2 separate regions of the Mus musculus genome follow, and region 1 is linked to region 2. Evidence: chromatin contacts called from public Micro-C data. All regions are on one chromosome and are shown on one strand. Each heading gives the region's core, a stretch centred on a gene start, on an enhancer-like site or on the middle of the called end of the contact. The rest is flanking DNA. Distances are from core to core; before and after follow the strand shown. Region 1 overlaps Igfbp2 (insulin-like growth factor binding protein 2). Region 2 overlaps Marchf4 (membrane associated ring-CH-type finger 4).

The links. A called contact is a pair of places that touch in the nucleus more often than the background predicts.
Region 1: a Micro-C map of granulosa cells shows a contact between it and region 2, with 2.6 times the contacts expected there. The contact joins two enhancer-like sites. A contact is called at or near these places in 1 of 484 Hi-C or Micro-C datasets (granulosa cells) and 1 of 9 other capture datasets (liver).

The regions. Positions count from the first base shown.
Region 1 is chr1:72,851,145-72,857,084 of GRCm38.p6, reverse strand. It overlaps Igfbp2 (insulin-like growth factor binding protein 2), which reads right to left. Exons shown (of 4, transcript NM_008342.3): 4 at 4,611-5,087. The coding sequence ends at 4,923. Among named protein-coding and RNA genes, the nearest start is that of Igfbp5, 21 kb to the left of the region's middle. Within about 2 kb of position 2,259, at least 21 of the 459 cell types and tissues checked have an H3K27ac peak or open chromatin away from gene starts, as enhancers often do. A contact at or near this core is called in granulosa cells, where this site is marked.
Region 2 is chr1:72,459,765-72,465,058 of GRCm38.p6, reverse strand. The region is part of intron 1 of Marchf4 (membrane associated ring-CH-type finger 4); the gene reads left to right. It also overlaps the pseudogene Gm15843. Among named protein-coding and RNA genes, the nearest start is that of Gm39661, 49 kb to the right of the region's middle. Within about 2 kb of position 2,363, at least 8 of the 459 cell types and tissues checked have an H3K27ac peak or open chromatin away from gene starts, as enhancers often do. A contact at or near this core is called in granulosa cells, where this site is marked.

The DNA of each region.
Region 1 (5,940 bases), core at 1,010-3,509, 390 kb before region 2:
TCAAACATCTTCCCTGGGGCTTCTCAGTCCTCCAGGTCACAGAGCCAGAGACCCAAACACCATGTTTTAGGTCAAAATGAAGTGTGGAAGATGCAGGCAGTGCTGCAGAGCGGGAACGGGTGCTTGTGAAAGTTGGCAGGGCAAGCGGAGGGTGCATGGGTGGCTCGCCATGTTAGGACACCTGGGAGAGTCTGCTGGCTTCTCTGTCAGAAGCTACTTGTCCTATGGTTACTATAGCCCATGCAATGTCTGAAGGAAGTAGGAGCCAGGGTTCTCCTCCTAGCTGTTTGTCCTCGGGGCTTATCCCCCTGAAGCCACATGAACGGAACCTGCTCCATATCCCTCCCGGCTCCGCAGGCCCTTATGTGGCCCTTGAAGCCTCGCCGTCTAACTCCTCACGACCTGTGGCCGTTCTGCCCCCTGGCTGCTCCAAACAATTCTTGATCAGAAGTCATAACCCACACGGCACATTCGGATCAGGCAACCTACCTGGACACTTACAGAGTGGACCGGAGCCTGGCTCCATTCTCTCTCCCATCCTCATTGGATGGCAGGCAGCTGGTCCAAGACCACGTGGCTCTGGTACCCTATTCAGTTCTTCCTTTTGCCACAATCCACTTAAGCCACACTCTGGGTCTCAGAACTCCCTGGTCTCCGATGACGTCATCACATCCACCCAACGGTCCGCGCCAGACCCCTAGGTATTAGTCCGGATTCCCCCACTTAGCTCTCCATCCAATGCTCCCAGCAGTCAGCTACTCCCTGAAAGCTCTCACTATCCTCCTTCTTCCTCGTTTGGATCATTTTCAGGGCTGCCTGGTGGATTCAACTCCATCTCTCCTCTCATGCCTTCTTCTCTCATCCACAATTGATTTCCAAACACATATCTAGTCTTATCCACCCTTGGCCTACGTTCAAGTCCCTCAGCAACACACCACATCCCTCCCGATAGGTTCCCTACAACGTTCCTCTTCAGCTGTCCCTCTGCTGCCTGCGCCCTAGGAATGACACCCATCCTCGGCCGTGTGCAGGCCTCCAGGCTCAGAGTGCAGCTCAGGCTTGAAGGCCTTCCACATGCTGCCTCCTCTTTCTGAACCCAATCCCTTAGAAAACATACACAGATGTGTGCACACGCAAGCTCTATTTCTTCATCTCAACTCTCCATTGCCGCTCCAAGGTGCCTTCCACAAGGCTGCTCGTCATTACACTACAGTGCTGGAGGATATGCCTCTGTCACATCATGCCATGAGACGGTCAATCATTTACAACACGGAAATGTAGACACTACAGGACAGAGGCCGTCATCTCTTGCAGCTCCACATGCAAACACTGCATCACCCTACTTAGCATGTAGTCATGACTACATTTAACCAACACTTACTGTGTGGCAGAAATGAATTTCTACCCTGCAAGCTGTTCTTTCAAACAGACATCATCCCAGTACTTAAAGCTGAGGTTTTAAAGGGTGTGTAGAAGTTAGAAATATGCACAAAGTCATACAATTTATAGTCAGGGACAAGCAAGGTCTTCCCAGTGTTGCTAGCACATCGAAGTACCAAAGATACACTTAGCAGATGCCACAGCTACAGCAGGGTGTCTGCAAATCCAGAGGGCACAGAGGAGGGCCAGCCTTGTGGACACGTACCCATGACATCACCTGGAGCTCAGAGCTCTAGTGTACTGTCTTTGGTGAACTTTCTTATCACTGCCTTGAAGTTCTTAGTAAGAACAAGAGGCCTCATAGTGTCCCAGGCCTTACAACTTAGGTCACTGGCCTTCCCTAGAAATCTTACAAGAGGTATACATAAAGATTCTCAGTCCCTGTTTCCACATCACCTAACTCTGGAAATCTATGGGAGAGCTTGTGAATCCTTATGAGAGAGCACCTCCATTTGACTTAATATAGGTTCCTGGGCCTCCCTTTAACTAATTGAAAAGCCAAAATGAGTTTGGCTGCAGTTACACATGCTGCCACATGGGGGCAGTATGGCCTCAGCGTTTAACAGTGGCCAGGCTTAAACTTCAGAGGTCTAGGTCTCCAGTGAGTGATGTGGGAACACATTCAATTAAAACCCTACCCAACCAGCCCCCTCTTTCAATGAACAGGGGACTAGCAATGGGCAGAGCAGGTTGTGGCAACATCAAGGGACTTTCACAAAATGTTTAGGAAGAAGCTCTCTGAGGCCCGTAGTAGCACAAGGATGACCCTGAAACATCCCTCTGATAGTGTTTCCCAGCAGCCTCCACAGGCTATGACCTTGTTCGTTGAAGATTAAACCATCCCCGCTAGGCCCAGGGGAAAATGCTCCCAAATGGGGATGCTTGATCCAGGGATGAGCCGCAACCTTGATACTGAGCAATAGGGCCTTTCTGGAAACCTTTGCCTGCCTGTAAAATGAAACTGGTAACTGTTTCTGTATCATGGGACTTAGTTGAATTCATGTATCTGTTCCATCCACCCTGAAGTAGCTCTTTTCCTGACAGGGGGTGTTCTCTAAGAATCTAATGTCCTGGCACCCGCCCAAAGTCCCAGGTGTCCCTCACCACCTCCGGATGTGCTAGATGATGAGTCTGAAGGGACTGAGCCAGCCCGCGAGAGAGGCCCCTCCACAGCCAGAGGGCTCAGGTGCAGACTGAAGTTGAGCTCAGCCTTGCACTGGGGAGAAAAATGGTTTGCCTTCCCCATGGCCCACAGCCAAAGGGTGAGGACAGTCCCTGGGCTTCACTGGGGCTTCCGGTACAGACAAAACATCGTGTTAGAGTCCTGCTACACATTGCTTCAAAAAGGGCTCCCCCACCCCCATACCCTGACTCAGTTCCCAGTCTCTTGGTCCAAGTTCTGTTCTTTTTTGAGACAGAGCTAAGGTGTCACCCTGGCTGTCCTAGAACTTGCTCTGGAAACCAGGCTGACCTTGAACTCAGACATCTGCCTGAAATGTGCACAAGCATGATCCAGTCTCAGCCCATGCTCTTTATCCACAGAGACCCCTTTGAAGCTGGCTGATTTGTTGATATGGGGCCAGTCACGCAAGCCACTCCAGGAGCAGCTTCTGAAAGCTCAGGGGTGACCTTTCTGAACAGCCCAGAAGCAAGGTCACCAGCCTTTCCTTGGGGGTTCAAGTGTAATTCCTTGTCCTGGACTGGGGTGGTGGTTTGAATGAAATGGTTTCATGGACCCATAGGAAGTGGCACTGTTAGGAGGAGTGGCCTTGTTGGAGTGGGTGTGACTTTGTTGGAGGAAGGGTGTCACTAGGGGTTCACTTTGAGGTCTCAGATGCTCAAGCCAGACCTGATGTCTCACTCTCTTCCTGCTGACTCTAAATCCAGATGTAGAACACAGGAACTCTCTAGCACCAAGTCTGCCTGCCTATTGGCATGCCACCATGCTTCCCACCGTAACAGACTAAACCTCTGAACTGTAAGTCGATCCCAATGAAATGTTTCCATTTAATTAAATCCCAATCAAAAGAGTTGCTGTGCTCATGTTTGAAGCAGAGACTGAAGGAAAGGCCATCCAGTGACTGTCCCATCTGGGAATCCATCCCGTATACAGTTAGTAAACCCAGACACTATTGTGGATGCCAACATGTGCTTGCTGACAGGAGCCTGATATAGCTGTCTCCTGAGAGGCTCTGCCAGTGCCTGACAGAGGTGAGTACACACAGCCATCCATTGGACTGAGCATAGGGTCTCCAGTGGAGGAGCTAGAGAAAGGACCCAAGTTGGAGCTGAAGGGGTTTGCAGCCCCACAGGAGGAACAACAATATGAACCAACCAGTACTCCCAGAGCTCCCAGGGACTAAACCACCAACCAAAGAGTACACAGGGAGGGACCCATGGTTCCAGCCGCATATGTAGCAGAGGATGGCCTTGTAGGAGGACATCAATGGGAGGAGAGGCCCTTGGTCTTGTGAAGGGTCCCACTGTAGGGGAATGCCAGAACAGGGAATCCGGAGTGGGTGGCTTAGTGAGCAGTGGGAGGGGGGATGGAATAGGGGAGTTCCAGAGGGGAAATGAGGAAAGGAAATAAAATTAAGTGTAAATAAAGAAAATACCTAATAAAAAGAAAATATGTCAGAAAAAAATGAGTTGCTTTGGTCAAGGTGTCTCTTCACAGCAATGGAAACCCCTAAGATACCTGAAAACTCCTTATTTCAGGGGGTAGGAGAGTCCCAATTTCAATGTTCCCCATTTCCCATCTCCCACTGCAATATCATCTGAAGCTTTCTACCGATGTTGCTTTGTATGGGTGTTTATATGCTGTGTAGCCCAGGCTAGACTAGACTCTCAGTCTTACCTGCTTCAGCCTCCCAAAAGCTGGGATTGTGGACTGTGCGTCCAGTGTCCAGTGTCCACACTCTTGTCCTCACTACCCATCTTCCTCAGTCAGTCCAGGGGGGTGGAAACCTTCCTTAGTGCAGCAGAGCCCTGGGTTCCACCGCAGGCCGGCATCTGGGTTCAGAAGCCTTTTTCTTGTCCCCATGTAAGATGGAAACAGTGACTTCCCCGCCATTCCAGGTATTAGGGACAAGGTGGGCATGAGCTCAGCAGACCATCCCCCCCCAAGACTCTTTCCCGGGACACCCCAAAGACTCAAGTAAGACACACACTTTTTATTTTTCCTTCCTTTAATCTTAAGTAAAAGAGACACAGGGATTCAAAAATAAAAATTTCTTTCCCCATTCCCAGGCCTGTACCCAGTGCCCTCCATACCACCCTTCCCCTCTCTAACAGAAGCAAGGGAGGTTCAGCTTAACAGCCGCTGGGGGGGGTCAGAGGGGGGCTTCTGAGCTCAGTGTTGGTCTCTTTCCAAATATAAATACATGTGTCAAAACTGGGAACTCCTCCACACCCGTCACCCTGACGCCCTCCATTTCTGCTGGTGTTCGGGATGGGGAAGCCAGGCACCGACTGGCTGGGGTTTACTGCACACTTTGGGCATGGGCCCCACCAGTCTCCTGCTGCTCGTTGTAGAAGAGATGGCACTCGGGGTCTCCCCGGATGGTGGGAGCTCCCTGGATGGGCTTCCCGGTATTGGGGTTCACACACCAGCACTCCCCGCGCTGTCCGTTCAGAGACATCTTGCACTGAAGGGTAAAAAGAGGAAAACATGGATGCATGCTGGATGCTGGATGCATGCAGTTCCCAGGTGCAGGGTTCTGCAGAACAGGGGCCTGTCCCAACCTTAATCGAGCACTTGGCAGCTTGTCAAAATGCAGACAGGTGGCACTAAACTTCTGCCTGGCCTACAAGCAGTAGAAGGATGCTGATAACCTAGGCCCAGAGGCTGTGCCCATTACCAATGCTGCTGGAGACAAAGACCTCAAGAAGGCTCAGCTCCTGTGGGAGACCCCAGACTTCAGCCATGGTCTAAGATGAAAACCCTCACATCCCAAGAGACTGACTGTGTGCCAGGCGCTGTGTAAGCAAGAGATTCCAATCACTCACTGGCATCGAGAGTCACATTTATACACATAATACACACAGCCACTTTGTGTATTAGGTATCATTAATGTCCCCATTCTACAGCTGTGAAACAGAAGCAAGAACTGCCTAAGTGACTTGTAACCGTGTAAGTGCCCTGGCTGTCCTGGAACTCCATCTGTAGACCAGGCTGACCTCAAACTCACAGAGGTCCACCTGCCTCTGCCTGCCAGGATTAAAGGCATTTGCTACAGCTTACAGGTCGAGTTTCTAAGAAGCTCTCATGTGTTGATAATGGTCTATGCTCTGCATTCTTAGAATCAATTTAGCCATTGACCAAGGAGCCATGTTATATAGTTCAGATCTGAGAGAGGTGATATTTGAACTCCGGGCGTTGCCATCCAGGGTCCCTGATATTATCATATATGCTGCAGTAGTGACTAACATAAATGGACATGGTAGCTTAGGAGGTTCAGTACGCCCATTGTTCACTAGACATGGAAGGAAAGACAGACA
Region 2 (5,294 bases), core at 1,114-3,613:
AGCACAACGTGAGGAACTGTGTTAAAGGGCTGCAGTGTTAGGGGAGTTGAGAACCACAGCTCTAAGTGAAGCACAATGACTGTGAGGTTGATTTGAGGAGGAAGTCAGATCCACAGGAGGAACCGACAAACAATACACAGGCTTACTGTAATCCCTTTTAAAGGCAGGCAAGAGAGATTACAAGCAAGAGTCTTTCCTTCTCTGAGTCCTCCTCTGTTGCTAAACTCTTTTTCTTAATTATAATTATTAATACATATTAGTTATACACACTAGCGAGTTTCACTACAATTTTCATGCATTGATATAGTATGCTTTTTGACCATGGTCACTCCCATCTCCTTCCTATTCTTTCTGTCTTTCTTTTCTTCTTCTTTTTTCTTTCTGGTCTTTAGGCCCCGTCCTCCCTACCTCACTATCCTCTAGTGTTCCCATGCACACATAAGGCCGCAGCTGTACCCAAAACAGGAGAGGGAAAGACTGATGCCTGCAAACACCCGTAACTCAATACCAACCCCCACCCACTGTCACAGAAGGTAGAATTCACGAATGTGGAAAAGCAGGCTTGGGGAGGAGGGTCGTGGAGGCAGGAGGATGCATAAGGATCTGGGGCACTGGTTTTCTTTGTCCCTCCCCCCAACGTGCCAGGGCAGATATCAAACACCTGGAAACCCAAAGCTTTCCTGCAGGTATCACCGAACCCTATATTCCTGGCTCACAGCATCTTCAGACCCGTGGCTTTCAGGACAGCAAAGTACATTACTTGGTGAAGCGACAATAGTTATAGTGCTCTCATTTGCAGAGCTGGCACCTCCCTCCTCCTGTTAGGGTGTGAAGTTACGGTAAAGGTAGGTAGGTATACATGGAAGGGCATGGTATAGTGCCATCACAGACACTCCCTGTGTGCTCCATAGGGCTCTAAGCATTTCTCATATCTTACCCCATTTTAATCCTTCTGAGAAACCTCTCTGGTCCTACTTTAACCTCTAAGGAAACTTGCCTAAGGTCATGCATAATGGAGCCAGGGTCCTCAGCAACGATGTCGTATCACCTCATGCACATATTAGAACCATGCTTGGCCCCTAGCACATATTCAAAGGCATGGACTATAGACTAGCAAGAGAGGCAACAACAGGCCAGGGGGTGGTGGCATACACATTCAATCCCAGCACTCCAGGGGCAGAAGCAGGTGGATCTCTATGAGTTCAAGGCCTACAGAATGAGTCCAGAACAGCCAGGGCTACACAGAAGAAACTGTCTTGAAACACAAACACACACACACACACACACATACACACACACACACACACACACACACACACACACACACAGAGAGAGAGAGAGAGACAGACAGACAGACAGACAGACAGACACAAAGAGACAGGGACAGGGACAGAGAGACAGTCAGAGAGACAGAGACAGAGAGACAGAGGACAGAGTGAGAGAGGACAGAGTGGAAGGAGAGAAGGAGAGAGAGGGGAGAGAAGGGGAGGGGGAGAGGGAGAGAGGAGAGGGAGAGGGAGAGAGGAGAGAGGAGGAGAGAGATGGGAGCTTGGAGCAACTTGCCCAATATCTTTCACCCAGCAAATGGGAGAATTGGTATTTGAACCCAGAATTCAAAGCCTGTGACAAGAATTGGCAGACAATGAGTCCTCAATAAGTTTTCACTCTCAGTGCCTATTTTTATCTTTGTGTACATAAAAGTCTCAAAGCAATGTAGGAGGCAGAAGGTTTGTTAATGAGTATCTGGTCCAACACGTTACAAAGTAGGTCTTAGCCAATTTTGCTTTAAGTGGGTCTTGGTGGAGTTGGAGTCTTTGGGTTACAGCCAGCATGGAGATACTAAATAAGACTCCCAAGGGATTCTGATGCAGCCTCAACTCTCAGAAACAGTGGATTCAGGTAGAGAACATTTAAACGCATAGTCACCAGCCAGACAGCGGGCAAGCTGGGACTGCACTGGGGAAAGGTCTTGCTCCTGTGCTTTGTAGGACGATCCTATGTACCTAGGGTCCTGATCTGAAGCGGCAGAAAGCAACAAGTGACTCCAGCTGTTTGCACCTGCAGCCTAAGCCCTCCGAATGCTGTATTAATCACAGTGAGTGAAAATTAATTTTAGGAGATTTTCACCACAGTTCCTCCAGGGAGCATCATGAGAGGTTTACAGAGTTGATGTTGTATACTCCTTTGCTAGTGTGCAAGGACCATACAGGACTGATTCAAGGGGACATGTCTGCACCTTCCCTCTAACCTGTCAGATGATTTGGCCTGGTTTTTGGAACAAAAAAAGAGAACGCAGTGACCCGGCATTCCTGAAACTTCCTGAGAAGTGTAGTGGCCCGGAACCTTGGACATGGGCCCAGCCCACTGTATGCAAATAGCCCAATTCTAGCTCCTCAAGGCTTATCTGAATTATGTTTTCCTCTTGAGCCAGCCAGAGGAACGAGGCCAGATCAGCCTTTAATTTTGGCTCTTTGGTAACGATAACGATGGTAATGATGAGTTAGACAGAAAGACAAACAGACATTAGATTACACATCTGGGCCATTCGAAATACAGATACAATTATGCCTCTGCACATTAAGCGTGACCTTCTTTCTTCCTGCCAGCCCTCAAATCCTGTGGTTTGTTTACTATGCAGACCATGTTCGACTTCACAGAATTGGATGTTATTTAAATTCAATTATTGTGAGGTTAAGTTCTTCTCTCTAGTAGCAGTTGAGTGAATTTAGAAGCAGTTAGAGGGAATAGGTACATTTATCTTATACCAGTTAAATTATAGGGAGAGAAGCAGGGTAGGAATAAAATAATTACCAGGATAATGAATGTCACAGTTTGGAGGGCTTGGGTTCAACTGTCCACCTTTCTTGTCCCTTTTAACATCCGATTGTTTTGAGACAATGAACAGATAAACCAGGACATTTTCCATGAAGATGCCTGTAGATTAACTGTGTGAGGCTGCCCGATTCTGGGTGTTTCTGAGAGTAAGTGCGTGGTATGAGAATAGAAACAGAAATAATTTTGTAGGTTAATTGGATTTAGTGCCGATAACTGCAGCTTATTAGGGCTTTAGGTCTCTTCTTGGTAATAGATTTCTCTCCTCTTTAGATCAAGTTATCTCACAATTCATAATTTCTCTCCAATATCACTGGCACGCTGATGGTCCCTTGAAGCCAAGATTTGGCCTTAGATCTATTGATGAAAGCATAGTGTGTGTGGGAAGGGGGTGTGGATGGGTGGTGGAGCTAAAAGACTCTTCAGAAAACAGAGCTGTTCATACACTTTCTCATACAGTATGCACAAAATTCAGGATGGCTTGTCTGTGAACAATAATGGATTTTCAGGTCTTGGGGCATCTATGAGGTCATTATCCGCCCTTCCCTCATCCTTCACAGTTTGGCAAGAAGGCCATCATGATAAGTCATTTTTGTCCTGATCCTGATGCCACAATACATTGACTCCCACAGTCTGGAGAATGAGGAAATGATTGTCTACTGTCCTGATGGAATGAGACACTGAAATTTTCCAGGTTACCCTCACTTTTTTCTTCTATGCACTAGCTCTTTTGGGCATTGTCTCTTCCTGTCTCAGCCTTTCTCCACAAACTCAGAATATGGCCACCCAAACAACTGATCAACATCTTGGACCCACGATATTGTTTGTTGTGCTTATAGTTGTGTGTGTGCACATGTGCGCAGGAATGCATGCTTGTGTGTGATCTTATGCACAAGCTATTAATAATCCTCACTGTTAACTGGTCACAGAATATGAGGCTTTAAAGAGCGATGGAAAACAGGGCCTGACTTTTCTTGTCAGCTACAAGTTATCATACCATAGACACAACCTAAGTCAGGCACTGGAAGTCTCTACCTTCTTTAGCATCTTCATGCCCCTACACACACACACACACACACACACACACACACACACACACACACACACAAACCCTATGACCTAATTCTTGCCCTTATGCCTATCCGTCCCTGTCACAATGCAGAGTTCTGGCCTGGAGGGGAAATTCTGACTTTAAAGTTTAGAGCCTACAGGCCTTCATACCACAACAGCTCCAAGACTGGACTTTCCTTCACTAATTTTTTTAATTAGTGATTTCCTTTACTCCTTGGAGCAATCTTTAGTGGATTAGTCTGCGTATGAAAATCTTTGTCTCTTAACTCTTTTTCAACAAATGTCTCCTTCCCCACTAAGGTTGGAAACTTGAGAGTGGAGGGAAGAGGAACTGAGAGCCTATTTTGATCTGTCCCCAACCCCTAACCCCCACCACACAGACATCAATTAATATCATATAAGCATGACCTAGAACTGATTCTGGAGATGGAGATGAAAGAAAGAGTAATAGGGTGCATATGTGTCTATCCAGTGAGGGAGATACCAATGGGGATGCGGCAAGGCCATCTCTCCTATCAGGACTAAAAAATGAATAGTTTTAAAGACAGGCTGCTGTGGGTGGAAGAAGAGATGAAGTCAGCAATGCCTGTGTGGAAAGAGGGAGCTGGGTAAACATTTGGTAAATGGAACTGGTTTCAGAGCCCAACTCGTTCATCTTCATGAGCATGCAACAAAGTCTCTGAATGGGCACTTCATTTGTGAAGTGGGAATGGTAATCACTAACCTCACTGTGCTGAGGTGGCAGACGACATTACATCTACACACATGGTCTACAGACATGAAGAGAGAGATACAGAAAAAAAGAAAAAGAAAAGAAGGAAGGAAACTAATACTTGAAGGAGGTGGGAAGATGGTTTTAGTTTTGCTAAGCCCTATGGTAGTGATTCGTAACCTGTGGGTCGAGACCCTTTTGGCAAACCTGGATCTCCACAAATATTTATATTATTATTCATAACAGTAGCAAAATTACAGTTATGAAGTAGCAACAAAAATAAATTTTATGGGTAGTGATCACTACAGTATGAGGAACTGTATTAAAGAGCCACAGCTTTAGGAAGGTTGAGAGCCACTGCTCCATTGTAACCCTTACATATTAGCCTCCATTTTTTTTTTAAACTTTATCTGCATTTATTTTTTGCTGAACTTATTCCTGGGCCATGAGTTTTGTTTCTTCAGTTTCTTCTGGTATATCTTTTTCTTCTGTGCAGCCTCCTCTTCTGGCTTTGGAACGATCTGTTCCTTCTCAGTGAGGATCATCTCAATGTGGCAGGGGGAGCTCGTGTATGGGTTAATCCGGCCATGAGCTCTGTAGGTTCGTCGGCGCATCTTAGGTGTCTTATTCACCTGGATGTGTTCAATGACTAGAGAATCTACATCTAAATCCTTAAGTT